Regions from separate parts of the Mus musculus genome. Here region 2 is linked to region 1. The links are chromatin contacts, called in public promoter capture Hi-C maps. All regions are on one chromosome and are shown on one strand. Each heading gives the region's core, a stretch centred on a gene start, on an enhancer-like site or on the middle of the called end of the contact. The rest is flanking DNA. Distances are from core to core; before and after follow the strand shown.

Region 1 (7,727 bases), core at 1,417-3,916:
GATAAGTCTGAATGATAATTTCCTAAGAACGATAAACTCATAAGAAATGAAAGTATGATAATCCTCATGTCTACATACATTTACAAAACAAGTTTAACATAAAAAGAACACTCTTAGTTTTTTATTGATTATTTTATGCTTTCCTTGCATGTGTGTGTGCCCCATGTACATGCAGTGCCTTGGAGGCCAGAAGAGGGCACCAGATTCCTGGGACTGGAGCTACAGACAGTTGTAAGGCACCATGTGATGGCTGGGAACAGAACCTGGGTCCTCTAGAAGAACAGCCAGTGTGCTCAGCTGCTGAGCCATTGCTCCAGTCCTGAGTGGATTAATAAGAGATTAATGGTAGTAGAGGCCAAGAAATAAGTTACTTAATTATTGGATAAATATCTTTACTGGAAAATGAGTAATGGCATTCATTTCCAGTAAGGACAGTGAGTCTTTTTGCTGAACTCAATATTAGAGATATTTGTTAGTGCTAAACTGACTGACATGTACCATAGATGAATTCCATAAACAAAGTTATGATCACTTCTATGCATAAGCCATGAATTAGTTAGCAAGTAACATATAAAATCTTATGATGCATAATGCCTGGGGTGGGGGTAGAGGGTGTGTGTGGGAGGGAGGGAGGAGAGAGACAAAAAGACCAGGAGACAGAGAGATGGGATGGGAGGTGGGGGATGGGGGAGAAGCCACATATTCATTTGTAGTATTTCAAAGGTACTTACTGCATGCTACAGAAAACAATCCCCAGATTATTTTCCCTATGTCAGATGGTCACACAGAAGACATGTCTGTATTACATAAGTACACATCTCAAATCATGGGGAAGCAAAATACTAAAAGCTACCAGCTCAACTGTGGTGTCAGGGATTGTGCCTTGCATGGGCTATAATTCCAGCCAGTCCAATCAAGTTAGCATAAGCAATAGAGAGTGGTCTAGAACTTAACCTTGTTCTGTATTAACTTTTATTAAAAATAAGATCATTTGTAAACACACAAGGACTTTAGTTATTCTTAGTAAACATCTCGGCTCTTACTATTTATACTATTTATTTATATATTTATACTATTTATATATTTATTTATATATTTATACTATTTATAAAACCTGCCTAAGACTTCTTCACTAGGCCAGCAGACCCAGGAGATTTCCTGAGAGAGAAGATCCATGAGTTCTGTTTGTACCCAGAGATGCTCCCACGGCTATCATGTTGAGAGGGAAATGTGAAGACTGTGTGCGGAATTTAGTTGCACATCACATTCGTCATTCCAAAATCTACAGCTGAGGAGATGACTCAGCACTTAAGAGAACTCGCTGCTCTTGCCAAGGACCCAGACTCGTTTCCCAGGACCTACACTGGGCAGCTCAAAACTGCCTACAAGGCCAACTTCAGCGTATCTAAAGCCTTCTGGCTTCCACAGCTCTTTGTGCACGTGATGCATACCCATACATTCAAGTAAAACTTTGTGTGTGTGTGTGTGTGTGTGTGTGTGTGTGTGTATGTATGTATATATATTTAATATAAATTAATTGACAGAAGTTTCAAAGATACTTCCGAAAGCAAAATTTCCTTTCTTGTGGTCTCTTGATTCTACCCATGTATCAGTAAATTATCGAATTTTATTTAAAATAAGGGAAATACAATCCTCCAAAGAGAAGGATTGGTGAAAAAACCCAGTTAATGTTATTCAGAAAAAATGCCCTGCCCATTTGCATAAAATATTAATACCCTTAAGTTCAAAATAGTACACACATAGCACACGGGTTTACAAAGGGAACAGACAGGATAAGGAGGCACTGTAAGTCACGTGCGGTGGCCATCTTGTACAGCTGTTGCTGGAATCATGAACACTGCTCTCCCACTCTTCCAGCCCAGAACACACCACAGTTGTTCCTGGGACTTCTTCTCATACAGGATGTATTGTTCTGGGTATGCACTTTCTCCAAAAGGAGTCCTAACACCCCCTTGTAGCAATCCCCATTGTCACCCCAGCCTCACCACCTTCTAACCCCTTTTCTTCTTCAAAGCACTCTTCATAGCACCTGCTCCTCCCTGCGTTTTGTTTTTAAACATGTCACTTCTTCATGGCTCCTTTCAATAGGGTGTCATCATCAGGCGTGCCTTGATTTACCCCGGTGTTTCATCTTCTTTCCTGCTGTGCACACACCTGGTATAAACTCAACAATTGCTGTTAAATGGGCTAGCAATTTTTCCCCACAAGATAAATGTCTCTATGAATAGTGCAGTGCTGTTAGTACGGACGGTCTCCTCAATATAAGTGACTAACTTTAAAAGACAGCATCCTTTTTTCTCAAAATGGCCTACTTGGTTCTTGTATGCCTTAAAAAGCATATTTGAGACTCATAAGTAAGCATACCCGAGATGTTAGCAATTGTTTCTAACGATGAATAGAAAATTATACCTGAGAACGGCTTTAAAAGCAGATAATTTAACTGATAGAAGCTCAGGTCTGCCGATGGCCTTCCAGCCTCATATTGGGTCTCGGCTGAATTTTGTTATTTCCTTAAATCTCGGACTTAAGGAGATTTTATCGATGGAAACAGCTGACTGTCTGATGCCTCCAAAAGAGCAAAGCGGTGTCTCTTCAGTTTCTCCCACTCACACTCCAATGGGTCCAGGTGCCTGCCTCCCTGGTTGTGAGGAGATAGGTTAGCAACGGATCAGCATTGTGGGAAATCTAAGTTCCAGAACTCTGTAACAGCCATTGCTCCAGGCCGCTTGTTACACAGCTTCACTAGCATGGCACAGTGCATCTCTTGCTGGTTTCAGACGGGGTATGGTGGATGTGCTGCGGATCTCAGGAAAAGAGGAAAGGGAGAAAGTCAGCCCAGTGCGTGCTATGTGACAGAAACAGCGGTGGCAGTGGGGTTGCTGGGAAGGCCTCCCAGTCATTGTGAAAGGACACCATTTGAGTCTCAGGGGTGGGAAGAGGCGGTCTCAAGGCGGGGGAGGGAGGTTGAGGAAAAGAGAATAACAGAGTACCCATAACAGGAAAGGGGAGGGCTCGGAGAGCAAGCGGGCGGGGCAGAAGGAGAGGGGAGGGGCATGGTGAGGGAAGGGATGGTGGAAAATAAAGGAACAAAACAAGGTATGTATTAAAGAACGTCACAATGAAATCCATTACTTTGTATGCATGATTAAAAATAAATTAAGGAGAGTGAGAGGGAGGAAAAAAAATGAGGAGAAGCTGGGTGTGGTGACCCAGTCCTATAGTTCCAGCCTTTGGGAGAATTAAACAGAAAGATTGCCCGGGCTACAGAGTAGGACCCTATCTGAAAAATCAAAGTGACAACAAATAATGGGCAAAGTTCCTCGGATGTCTAACAAACTTCTCAGGAGTGATTAGCGAGTAACAGCAAGAAATGCAGCGCTTGTGTTCCTGAGCTCCTAGAAACAGCATTTTAACTCTTTACCGTTTACTGTCTTGTAATGTGCTCACTCCCTCTCCACCCCTTTCACATACACCCCCAACAGCTCCACCATCCTTACCACAAGGTCTTCATAGAATTGGCAGCATTCTGTTCCATCCGTCAACCTCCCAACCCATGAGCTGAACATACCTTGTTTTCTTTGTATGTCAGCTGGTCTCTTACATTTTATTATAGCAACATGAAGCTGACTGGGGCATAACATACATTAAGAATGTTTACATGTGCCGGGCAGTGGTGGCACATGCCTTTAATCCCAGCACTTGGGAGACAGAGGCAGGGGAATTTCTGAGTCTGAGGCCAGCCTGATCTACAGAGTGAGTTCCAGGACAGCCAGGGCTATAGAGAGAAAGCTTTTCTAGAAAAACAAGCAAAACAAAAACAAAACAAAACAAAAAGCAAAGAATGTTTATATGTGTAGCATAAACAATCGTGTTGTGGGGCATCCACAAGAGAAGACTGCTCAGATGTGGGTTTAAGCCAATAGAAAGTCTTATTAGTCAGCCTACAACCCACACCAAGTGTCTGGGATCCCAGTGTAACTCCAAGCCCTTCTTAGGGTAAGCCTTTAAGCACACACACACACACACACACACACACACACACACACACACACACACACACACACACCACACACACACACACACACAAAACCATGTCCCGGGTGAACATACTTCAGCACTTTAGCAAGGACTCTTAGCCTGAAGCAGAACTACAGAAGCCAAAAGGCAAGGTCAGTACGTTTTGTGACTTTCCTGGAATTATGGCCTTTGATGGATTAGGTCTTTGTTTTAGTTTTGGCAAGTGGTGCTGAGTTTTACAACCTGAGTGGAATTTTTATCATGGAGTCAGTTGTGCTAAGGTCTGGGGGGGGCTACTAAGGTCTAGTTCCCTGCTTCAACCGGAAAACAGATGAGAGTTACAAAAGCAAAACTATGGACATGCATAATTAATAGGTCTTCATTGGTGACAAGAAATAAGCAAGCTGAAACTATCTCATAACACCAGCGTTCTGGAGTATATGTAGACCATGAGAATTCACATCAAATATTATTAGAATTATAAATTGGTACAAACTCATAAATCCAGCTTGACATTCAGATAGATTTGAAAGCCCAGAGACTCCTCCTCAGGTCCAACATTTATACCCAAGCACAAAGCTATTCATGTAAGACAATTCACAGATGCAATCTCTTCCTTAGGAGGCAAATCTATTAAGCGATATGTAGCTATAGGTTCAATAAAACTACATCAATAACACATGTCTAACATGAATGCATTTGAAAAAGTATGTAAAAGATAAGTTGAAGAGTTTGAGAATTTAAACAGAAACACAATAAGACTATTTGTAAAATTATTTGCAAACACATATGTCTAGTGAATCTACTTAAAAAAAAAAAAACCTCAAAATTCAAGAAAATGATTCCCTGGGAAGGGAAAGAGAAAGCAGTAAGAGAGGGGTGTAGAGAGCTGAGCAGGGACGCTGAGAACAGGTCAAACACAACACATCGTCTGTATGCAGACATATTTTTCTCATAGGTTTTGCCACAAAACTACTTTGTGTGCAAGTTCTGGTACTATTAAAAATTGGACTACCCAATTTTAATTAATATTTTAGTTGCCATAATTTGATGTTTTTACAGCACACACAGGACTGCATTGTTACACCATATGAATCCATCAATGGTCCCAAGACAATTAACATACCCACTAGCTTCATTTTTTTTCATTACATTTGTGTGTGTGTGTGTGTGACCATCTGGATTTTTTTCTTTGAGACAGGATCTCATTATCTAGCCTTGCCTGGCATGGCATGAAATTTGCTCTATAGATCAAATGGGCCTCAAACTTTTGAGGAACTTCCTGCATGCTATGATTACATGTATGTGTCCCAACACTTGGCTAAAAGTACATGCATGTTATTTTGGGCACATAGAAACTAAAGCTCTCTATCTCTCCCACTAGGTTTAGGTCATGTTCTAATCATTTGCTATGAGCCCTGTCTGTCTTTTTGTTTGTTTGGTTGGTTTTTCGAGACAGGGTTTCTCTGTGCAGTACTGGCTGTCCTGGAACTCACTCTGTCGACCAGGCTGGCCTCGAACTCAGAAATCTGCCTCCTCTGCCTCCCAAGTGCTGGGATTACAGGCATGCGCCACCACTGCCTGGCGAGCCCTGTCTGTCTTGTTGTGTCCTGCTGTGTTGTGTTCTGTTTTGTTTGTGGCCCTGGGATCAAACACAGGTCCTCGCACAAGCTGGGAAAGTGTTCTGTGTCCACGCTGCAGCCACACCAAGCGCAAGCATCTTTGAAATTCTGCGGCTTGCAGAGAAGATCTTGCACATGCTAGGCAAGTACTCGATCATAGCTAGAAATGTTACACTAGATACCTCAATAGTTCAGACATAGCTATGGAAAGTAAAAATTAGGTGTGCATTTGTTTCCTGTAGCTCTTTAACAAATCTTTTTGAGTTATTAACTTAAACCTACAGAAATGTATTGTCTGAGAGCTCTGCAGGCTACGTGCGTGTGTGCGCTTTGCATGCAAGCGTGCATATGTACATAACACGGTTAATTCCGTTCTCGTGTTCCTAATTGAAACTCAGAAAGCATGACAGGTCCTCCAGGGTCACACAGTGAGGACCTGGCCCAGACTGGCTGAGTGATCATGTTTCTTACTGAGCAAAAGGAGCCCACAGGGGTGACGTCTGTGGCGCTCCAGTGAGGAGCCGTGCTCCGGGGCAAGCTTCCGGTTTGCTTCTTAGGACTCAACTTATGTAAAACGTACCTAGAGAGGGCTAGAGAGATGGCTCTGTTGGTACAGTGCTTGCCACACAAGTGTGAGGTCACAAATTCGAGTCCCCAGCACCCACATAAAAGCCAGGTGCTGAATAGCCTGCCTGTAATCCCAGTGCTGCGGACAGAAGGAGGCTCCATTGGGCTTGCTGCCCCGCGGCCAGTCTAGAAATCTGTGAGCTCTCCTCTCTATGAAACTATGTGTCAGAGAATAGTGTCCAACTTTGAGACTGTCTTTCCATGCCTGCAGCACCCTGCCTTCCCGCATAGCAGGTCCACCCATCCCTCGGAGATGTGGGGGTGGTGGTGGCTGGTAGGCTGCACAATGTGGGCAAGGGCCAGGGATTGCACAGGGATTTCCCCCGGGGAGCAAAGCTGGCGCTATATCACTCTCCAAGAGTTTTCCCGATCATCGCCTCTGCCTTTAGGCTACGAATTTGGAGCAAGTACACACAAGATTCACTATGGGATTTGGCTACATGCATCTGCTATCTGAAGACAGGGAAAAAAAACAGCCTGGACCAAAAAAGCATAGTGACTTTCTGTCCCCGATGTTGCAGTAACTTAGTAAGAATGGACTTAACAATTAGCTTTTTAAAAAAACCAATAGTTTTTTCTTTTCTTTTCTATGTTTAGTAAATTTTGTAATTGATCAAAACTCAAAATTAAAGTAGAGAGTGATTGAGGAAGATACCCAACGTCGACCTCTGATCTCAGCACACGGTAAGTACACCTCCTTGTGCGCATGTGTCCCCTCCACCTGTGCGCATACTTAAATGCACGTAAGAGAAGAAATTCGTGACTAAAACGATAGGAAAGGGGAACTGCCATTCATGCTCGCTCATAAAAGCAAAAGCTGCTTTCTGAGGCGTTCATCTTTGCTTCAAGTGTGTGAATGTCAAAATGACCGCTAGGTGGCAGCAACGGGCTATAGTGTGACAGACAACACTGCCCAAGACTAGGCTAGAGAGAAAGCTTCGGGAGGCAGATCCTGCCGTGGTCATTCAATTCCGTAAACAATAAACCTTCATCATCTCAGAGACTGAGGTGTCCATAAGAGCTTATGTACAGGCCTCTCAGTAAGCTACTGGGTCACCAGACTTGACGGCATCGGCTAGTGGACAGCCGCTTGAAACATGGATGGCCTTTTAGAATTTCCCTCCACGATGCTTTTCCCTGTTCGTTGAGGTTGAGCTGTGAATGTTCACAGGCTGGGACTCAGGGTGTTCAGAGTGATCAACTAGTTTCCAAGAGAATGTCTAACAGGCTCAAAAGTGCTAGAGCAATCTAAGCTAACTATTGGCTCCTGAGAACCCTGGGATGGGGCGTTCCCAGTCCTGGGGGTAACAAAGGGTCTCTTAGGGGTGTTTTTATGGGGGATTCTCCAGATTAGGACCCAAATCTAGTTCTATTTGAAACCAAGGCGTCTGTGCAGCCGTAACTACTCCGTACTCGTGATGGCGCTGGAAAGCCCATGGG
Region 2 (7,440 bases), core at 4,308-6,807, 300 kb after region 1:
CTCACAACTATCTGCAATGGGAACTGATGCCCCTTCTGGTGTGTCTGAAGACAGCTAAAGTGTACTCATATAAGTGAAATAAATAAATCTCAAAAAAAAAAAAAAAAGCTGTAAGCTAAAACAACCATTCCTCCTCTGTGTTTCTTCTGTCAGGAAGCTTTAAAAAAAGTCTTAACTCTGGTTACGTATCTGGAAATTAACTGTCAAGTGGTCAAGTCTGGAGCCTTTTGGTATGTTATTGCTAGAATAGACCCATCCTTACATAGTCCCGCCCTCCCTTGCCCCTCCCTTTTCATAGCACTATGTATTTCTTTATAACTTAAGCCATGGAATTAGTTATAGAATGTTCACCTTACTATTTGTCTCCTGCACTGCAAGATGGTAAGGAACCATCTTCTATTTACTGCTGAATGCCTGACCTGGAGCCCAGTACTTTACTTGCAGTGTAAGTTGGAGCCATCTCCCAATGAAATATTTCCAACATTTATGTCAAATTGTGTGCACACACGAGTGCATCGTTTCCTCTGCTTTCATATCTAGTGTCTTTAGAAAGCCTGCAACGTCAACAATCCCACATCACCAATATTTTTTAAAGACTTATTTTTGTAGGGCGAGAGGTAGGGCGTACACAAGCGTACCCACAAAGGACATGAGAACCCAGCTTAAACACAGAATGAGAATTATCTCAAAAAAAAAAAAAAAAAAAAAGAATTTACCCAAATGTCCTAACCAATACTTATTCTCAAATATTTTCACTTCTGTTTTCGGTCTGTTTTCAATCCATGAGGCTGGAGCCAGAGCAACTCATCAGCAGGTAAGAGAACTCACGTGTTGATGCTGCAGAGGACCCTAGTGCAGTTCCCAGCACCCACAGGGGGCCTCACAACCATGCTTACCCATCCAGGGGATCTGAGGACCACTTCTGACCTCCAAGAACACCATGCACTCACACTGTACACAAACATACATGCAGATCCAACACTCCCACACATGATCAACAAACAATAAGGTGATAAGCATCCTGAAACCATTCACCAGACACTAGGCTAGCTAGTCCCATGTTCTACAGTAACCCTCTTCCCACCTCTAAGGATGGTACCATCCACCCATAAGGACAGAGGCACAAAGACTGTGAAACCCACGCATGGCTTTAATCACCCTCTCCTCCCACTGACTTTCTAAGGTCTGATGGCCACAAACAGTAGTGTATTATTTACTTCCGTCTCAGCTAATTACCTGGCTTAGGGCAAGACAATGAACAGACGAGAACCTGGCTAAATAACAGCAGTCAAGAAACTCAAATTTTAGCTGGGCGAGATGGAATATGTCTTTCACCCCAGCACTTGGGGCCTGAGTTCCAGCCTGGTCTACAGACTGAGTTCCAGAACAGCCAGGACTACACAAAGGAATCCTGCTTCAAAAAAACCAAAGAGAGAAGAGAAGAGAAGAGAAGAGAAGGGGAGGGGAGGGGAGGGGAGGGGAGGGGAGGGGAGGGGAGGGGAGGGGAGGAGAGGAGAGGAGAGGAGAGGAGAGGAGAGAAGAGAAGAGAAAAGAGAGAAAAGAGGGGAGGAAATAAAATTTTAGTTCAGTCAAAATCAACAGATACTTTGCCTAGCCTATCATCCATCCTTTAAAAAGATAACGCAAGTGTAGAATCCCACTTTCCACAACAGGCCCACTCCTTTCATCCTTCATGTAATGAACTGAGCACATATTGACACAAGGAACTTCAGAAAACACAACAATGAAAAAAACCTCAGCTCTGTCGGGCGGTGGTGGCGCACGCCTTTAATCCCAGCACTTGGGAGGCAGAGGCAGGCAGATTTCTGAGTTCGAGGCCAGCCTGGTCTACAAAGTGAGTTCCAGAACAGCCAGGGCTATACAGAGAAACCCTGTCTCGAAAAACAAAAAACAAAACAAAACAAAAAACCTTACAGGTGAAGAAAAAAAAGGTATAGACAACTGCTACTAATTTAGTAATACAAACATCACAACCTTTGGATAATGGGTCTTATTCCATTAAAGGAAGAAAATTTCTTAAACTGAAACAACTCAGATAAAAAGATTTTTTTTTATTAAATTTTGTTTTGTTTTGTTTTGTTTTGTTTTCTCAAGACAGGGTTTCTCTGTGTAGTCCTGGCTGTCCTGAAACTCACTCTGTAAACCAGGCTGGCCTCGAACTTGGAAATCCGCCTGCCTCTGCCTCCCGAGTGCTGGGATTAAAGGCGTTCACCACCACTGCCCGGCTATTAAAATTATTTTTATAGTTTACTTTTCTGGTTGGTGCCCTACCTATTCATTTCACCTATCAAAACCATATGATAGGAATTCTTAGTGCTCCCATTTTCAAAAGAAAATTCAAACCAGAAGTCACATGGACAATGTCACACCGCAGAGGTGCCGTTCTCCTTTTCAGATAGTTACTCATTCATTCAAATGTGCTGGCCACCGGCTGCCTACAAGTACAGTGACGGGAAGGAGCACTGGGCCATGAGGAGGATAGCTCACCTGATCGAGGACACTGCTTAACTGGTAAGGTAACTGCAGGCCATTACATGGTGCTATAAAAAGGTATAGTTTGGTTGGCTTGGTTTGGTTCCAAAGACAAGCTGGCCAATATTAGGGAACCGAAGAGTGAGAGGAGGGGAAGAAACCTGAAAAGAACACACCCGATGGTGAGGAAAAGCCTTAGGTTCAGCACCTTGTAACTGTGTTTAGGAAAAGTTACAGTGACTCCATCAAGGTGGGGCTGACAGAAGAGCTGTGACTCCAGAGGACACTATTTTGGGTAAGTAAAGAATATGGACACAGCCCTTACTACAGCAGGCGACCCGCCTCGTGTGAGAAGAGCTGCTCTAATGTGGACTCAGAACCTACAACAGTAAGAAGCTCATTACTGCATATGCAGGAGCCAACCGTGGGAAAGCCGACTCGGACACTCAGACCTAGTCTGGTCCTGTCTGAGTGGTTCGTCTATAAAGTGAGGAATTACAGTGGAGAGAGGAACTGCTACAACTGACTCAGTGACAAATTTCACAAGCTAGCCATGGGAGTGGGTATATTTGATTTCATGGCTATCAGTAATACTAGTATACACATACAGACTCCAGCACAGACTACACTCATAGAGATCTCGGATGCTCTACTCGTTCCAACAGAATGCCACCTATGCTCGATGGACAGTATGCTTTTAAGCATTTATATATTCCATAATTTGTAACTATGCTGTCTTCCCCACTTCTCTTTCCTCCCTCCAACCCTTCCCATAAACCTCCTTGCTCTTAATTTCATGGCCTCTATAACTTTGTAATTGTGTGTGTGTGTGTATGTGTTTGTGTGTGTGTGTGTGTGTGTGTGTTTGTAAACATATAAATATGACCTTCTCAGTCCATATAAGGATCCTAATGTGTATGTGATTTCTGAGCTGACCTCTTGGTACTGGATAATCAATTTGGGAGCTAGTGTCAGTACACATTAACCCATGCATGCCACCCAATGGTTTTTAAGATTTCATTTCTATTTTATGTGTATGGATGCTCTGCCTTCAAGTGTGCCTGTGCGCTATGTGCCTGGTGCCTGAGAAGTTTGTGAGAACCACGTGGTGCTGGGAACTGAACTTAGGTCCCCTCAAAGAGCAGAAAGTGCTCTTAACCACTGAGCCATCTCTCCAGCCCAGCCATTTTTTGTTCGTTTTCTTTCTCTTTTTTTGAGATAAGAGTCTCATTATTTAGCAAGGGCTGGCCTTAAAATTCACTAGGTAAACCAGGTTGGCCTAGTAGAGTTCTGCCAGCTTCTGCCTCCAAAGCACCGGGATTAAAGGTGTATGCCACCACACCTAGCGCCTCTCAACTTGAAACCCCTGAATACGAACTATATACATTGATCTAGTCAGATGGCACACAATTTTCATAGCAAATTTTTGTTTTAAATCCAGATTCCACACAGAACTCACTAAGTTAAACTGGAAAACATTAAAGCCACAAGAGGCCCTGCACCAGGTTAATAGCTCCAAGGCTATTTTCAGGTCTCTCTCCTCCAAGTGCAAAGCTTGGAAAGTGATGTCAGCAAGGTCAAGGGTCATATACTCTCTAAAGGCAAGATCATACAATAGTGAAGGACTCTTGCAATGGTTTACTACAATTGCTAAGGCTTTTAATCATTGGCTTCATCTTATTTTATCTTTCCATCTATTTTATCTTAGAAAATAGTTGGTTTTGCTATTTTCATATAACTATTCTTCCCCCCACCCCACCCCCGCCCCCACCCCAGAACCCTGGCCGTCCTGGAACTTGCTTGTACACCAGGCTGACCTAGAACTGACAGATTTGCCTGCCTGACTCCCAAGTGCTGCGATTAAAGGCATGTATCACTTACCACTGGTGACATAATTATTCTTCTTCAACTTTATCTAGATACCAGCATTAAATTGTAGTGGAATCCTTTAAAAAACAAAACGTCTCTAAATGATAGGGCTACAGGGTCTTCCTTAATTTCATTGTCAGCACAATCTTGTACAATACAGAATGAAAGGTACCCTCATTCTCTCTGTATAGAGTAACACTGAAACTGGGGAACTTAAGTAATTTCACTTACTCAAGCTCTCAGAAAAACTAGCATGCCAAGGTCTTTGGCCTATTAACTCCCCTCTCCCAGGAACCTGTCAGTTTATTACCAACGTACTTATATTCTTCTCCTCAACAAATTGTAACTAAGAGCCTAATAACCATCTACTACTTGCCTTGCCATTATTCTGAGTCTAGAAACGCGATGGGACACAAATACTGTTCAATAAATACACACTTCTGTCAGGGCCCCACTCAGTGCTAGGTTTGCTCAGTTGCACAAAAACTACGTCGGAGCCTTGAAGCACAACCCCTGCGGGACTGTCCTTTCTACTCCAGGAACTTCAGTAACAGAAGTGACTCATCTCTTTACCTTACCGGTTCTCAAATTAATAATCTGAGATGCCAACGGAAAAGAATGAATTACACCGACCTCTCTCCACGCCTACACTCAAAGTTACTTAAATGTCAAAGCGCGGTAGTAAAACACAAAAGAAGTGAGACTGAAACAGCTCTCCTCTACGGGAGACTGCAGCCACCCCCAGGCCCCGGCAGGTCGCTTCCGTCTCCGTCCGGGATTGCAGAGACACCGGAGAGAAGCCCCGGGAGCGCGGCCAGCGGCGTCCAGACCCGACCCCGGCTCGGCGGAGGTCTTGGGCTACCGGCTCCCGCGCGTCCCTACCTGCGCACACACCTGGCCGCCCACGGGACCGCGGAGGCCTGGCCCGAACCCGCCGCAGGTCAGCTTCCGCCCCCGAGAGCGCCGGCGGCCGGGCTCCCGGCTCCCGAGGCCCGGGCCGCTCGGAGGCCCGAGCGGGAGGCGACAAGGCCCAGAGGCGGAGGACCGGAGGGGCGCGGGGTGGGCGGCTACCTGCGAGCAGAAGTACGAGCCCTGGATGCCCAGCTTGATGCAGGTGGGACACTGGAGCTTGGCCTCGCTGCTGCAGCCGTCCGTCTCGCACACCCGCGTCTCCACCGCCGCCATGCTGCCTGGCTGCCGGAGGAGGGAGGAACCGCCACAGGGCGGGGAGAGGGACCCAGCCGGGGAGGAGCTCCGATGGCAGGCCTAGGCGCCGGACCGGGAGGACCAGGGCCCGCCCCTACGCAGCGCGCCCCCGCCCCCCTCCGCGCACGCGCGGCCAGGGCCCCGCCCCTTAGCGCGCGCTCACCTGCTGCCCCGCCCCTCCCTCCGGTTCGGCCGACCCCCCGCCCTGACAGCCACGCCCTCTCCGCGCACGCGTAGTGGCGACCCGCCCGGCAGCCTTTACGCCGCCTCCCCTGCCCCGCCCCAAGGCTTGCGGTGGCGGCGACGCCACGTGGGGTCAGCGGAGATCCTACACCCCATGACGTTGGGACCCCGAGCGTGAAATTCTTGAGCCTTCGGTGTTTCATTCACTCGCAGGTGGTTGGGAAGGGCGTGGATTCCTCAGTTTGGTTCGCCGGGAGCTTCTTGGGGACTAATTCCCTTTTCTGAGTTCCGCTTCTCTCTGCCAGTGTTCTCCTCAAAATAAAAAAGAAAGAAAAAATTACGCTCATTCTTAAAAAAATATCAATGGACCGAGATGGGACTGAAATACGCTCTTCCTCATGTCTTTCCACACCCCGCTATTGAAATACATAGCGCTAGTAGCTGCCAGATAGTTCAATATCGATGATTTAAAATATATATATATTATCTGATTTTATAGTTTGAGCGAATTCCACCAATCAAGAATTGAGGGGGGTTAGCCGGGTAGTGGTAGCGCATGCCAAACTTTAAACCTAGCACTCAGATCTAGAGGCAGGCAGATCTCTCTGAGTTGGAGGCCAGCCTGGTCTACAGAGTAAGTTCTTGGATAGCCAGGGTTACCCATAGAAACCCTGTCTCAGAAAACAAACCAAAAGAGAAAAGAAAAGAAATGCGAGAATTAAAAGGCTCTAGAGTTTATCAGATACAACCCGGTAGCCTAAATCTTTCAAACACATAATCAGTAGACAACAACTGCCGTTTTCTATTTTTTTTTTTTGTTTGTTTGTTGCTAGAGGAATGCTGTGACTTTTAAAAAAATCTTTTCCACCTTAATACACCAGAAAAGCTCATGTTTTCTTGAATAACTTTTCCTGTATAACCAACCACTGTAAACTTTTAATAAAAATGTATACATTTAAGAAAATTAGTGACTGCATATGTGTATATGTTTGTATATGACATCTAACTGTATAAATCCCAGCTTCCTAAACTGTGGCTCTCAACTTCTAAATATGGAGTAACAAAATTTTTGGCAATAGTAAGCAGTTTTTGACAGCCTAACAACCAAAAGTTATTTCAGAATTAAACGCAACACTCAGCATGTGCATTGGACTTCTCTGCAGTCTGATCCTGCATCCACTGCACGTACACTCTGTATTGCGGGTGCTGTCACATAGGCAGTGACAAACACATCCTGGTTTCTTTACAGAAGACAGAGACATCTAGTATTCTTCTGTCATTCTTCATTATGTATCCAATCAGGTTGTCTTTGGATTGAGTTAGCCTCAATAGCAGCAATCCTATAGTGGCTAGAACTCTGCATAGAGAATTGAATATTTGCGTCCAGGCATTGCTGTTTTGAGTTACTGACTTTAATTTCATTTTGAAAAAGTTATTAAGTGGTCTTTGGTTTGGATTGAACAGAATTTCCAACAATTTTTTAAACAGACAAAAAGAGACTTCTGCTATTTGAACCATGAGAAACAGCGTTCTCAACATTGACAACTATAAATCAAGATACTAATCAAACCGGGCGTGGTGGCACACGCCTTTAATCCCAGCACTCAGGAGGCAGAGGCAGGCGGATCTCTGAGTTTGAGGCCAGCCTGGTCTACAGAGTGAGTTCCAGGACAGTCAGGGCTACACAGA

The links. Capture Hi-C pulls out chosen DNA fragments and counts their contacts.
Region 2: a contact with region 1 is called in a promoter capture Hi-C map of adipose tissue. The contact joins the promoter of Metap1 here to the promoter of 4930579F01Rik in region 1. A contact is called at or near these places in 5 of 39 promoter capture datasets (cranial neural crest, embryonic stem cells, hippocampal neurons and 1 more), 3 of 115 datasets of contacts at active chromatin or transcription factors (embryonic stem cells and trophoblast stem cells) and 2 of 9 other capture datasets (adipose tissue and pancreatic islet).

What each region holds. Positions count from the first base shown.
Region 1 is chr3:138,191,165-138,198,891 of GRCm38.p6, forward strand. It overlaps 4930579F01Rik (RIKEN cDNA 4930579F01 gene), which reads right to left and starts at 2,667. Exons shown (of 9, transcript NM_001374685.1): 1 at 2,431-2,667. It also overlaps a transcript of Adh7 not described here.
Region 2 is chr3:138,483,825-138,491,264 of GRCm38.p6, forward strand. It overlaps Metap1 (methionyl aminopeptidase 1), which reads right to left and starts at 5,558. Exons shown (of 11, transcript NM_175224.4): 1 at 5,434-5,558. The coding sequence starts at 5,547. Gm32553 (a long non-coding RNA gene) reads right to left here and starts at 4,237. Exons shown (of 2, transcript XR_001784010.2): 1 at 2,509-4,237; 2 at 586-1,411.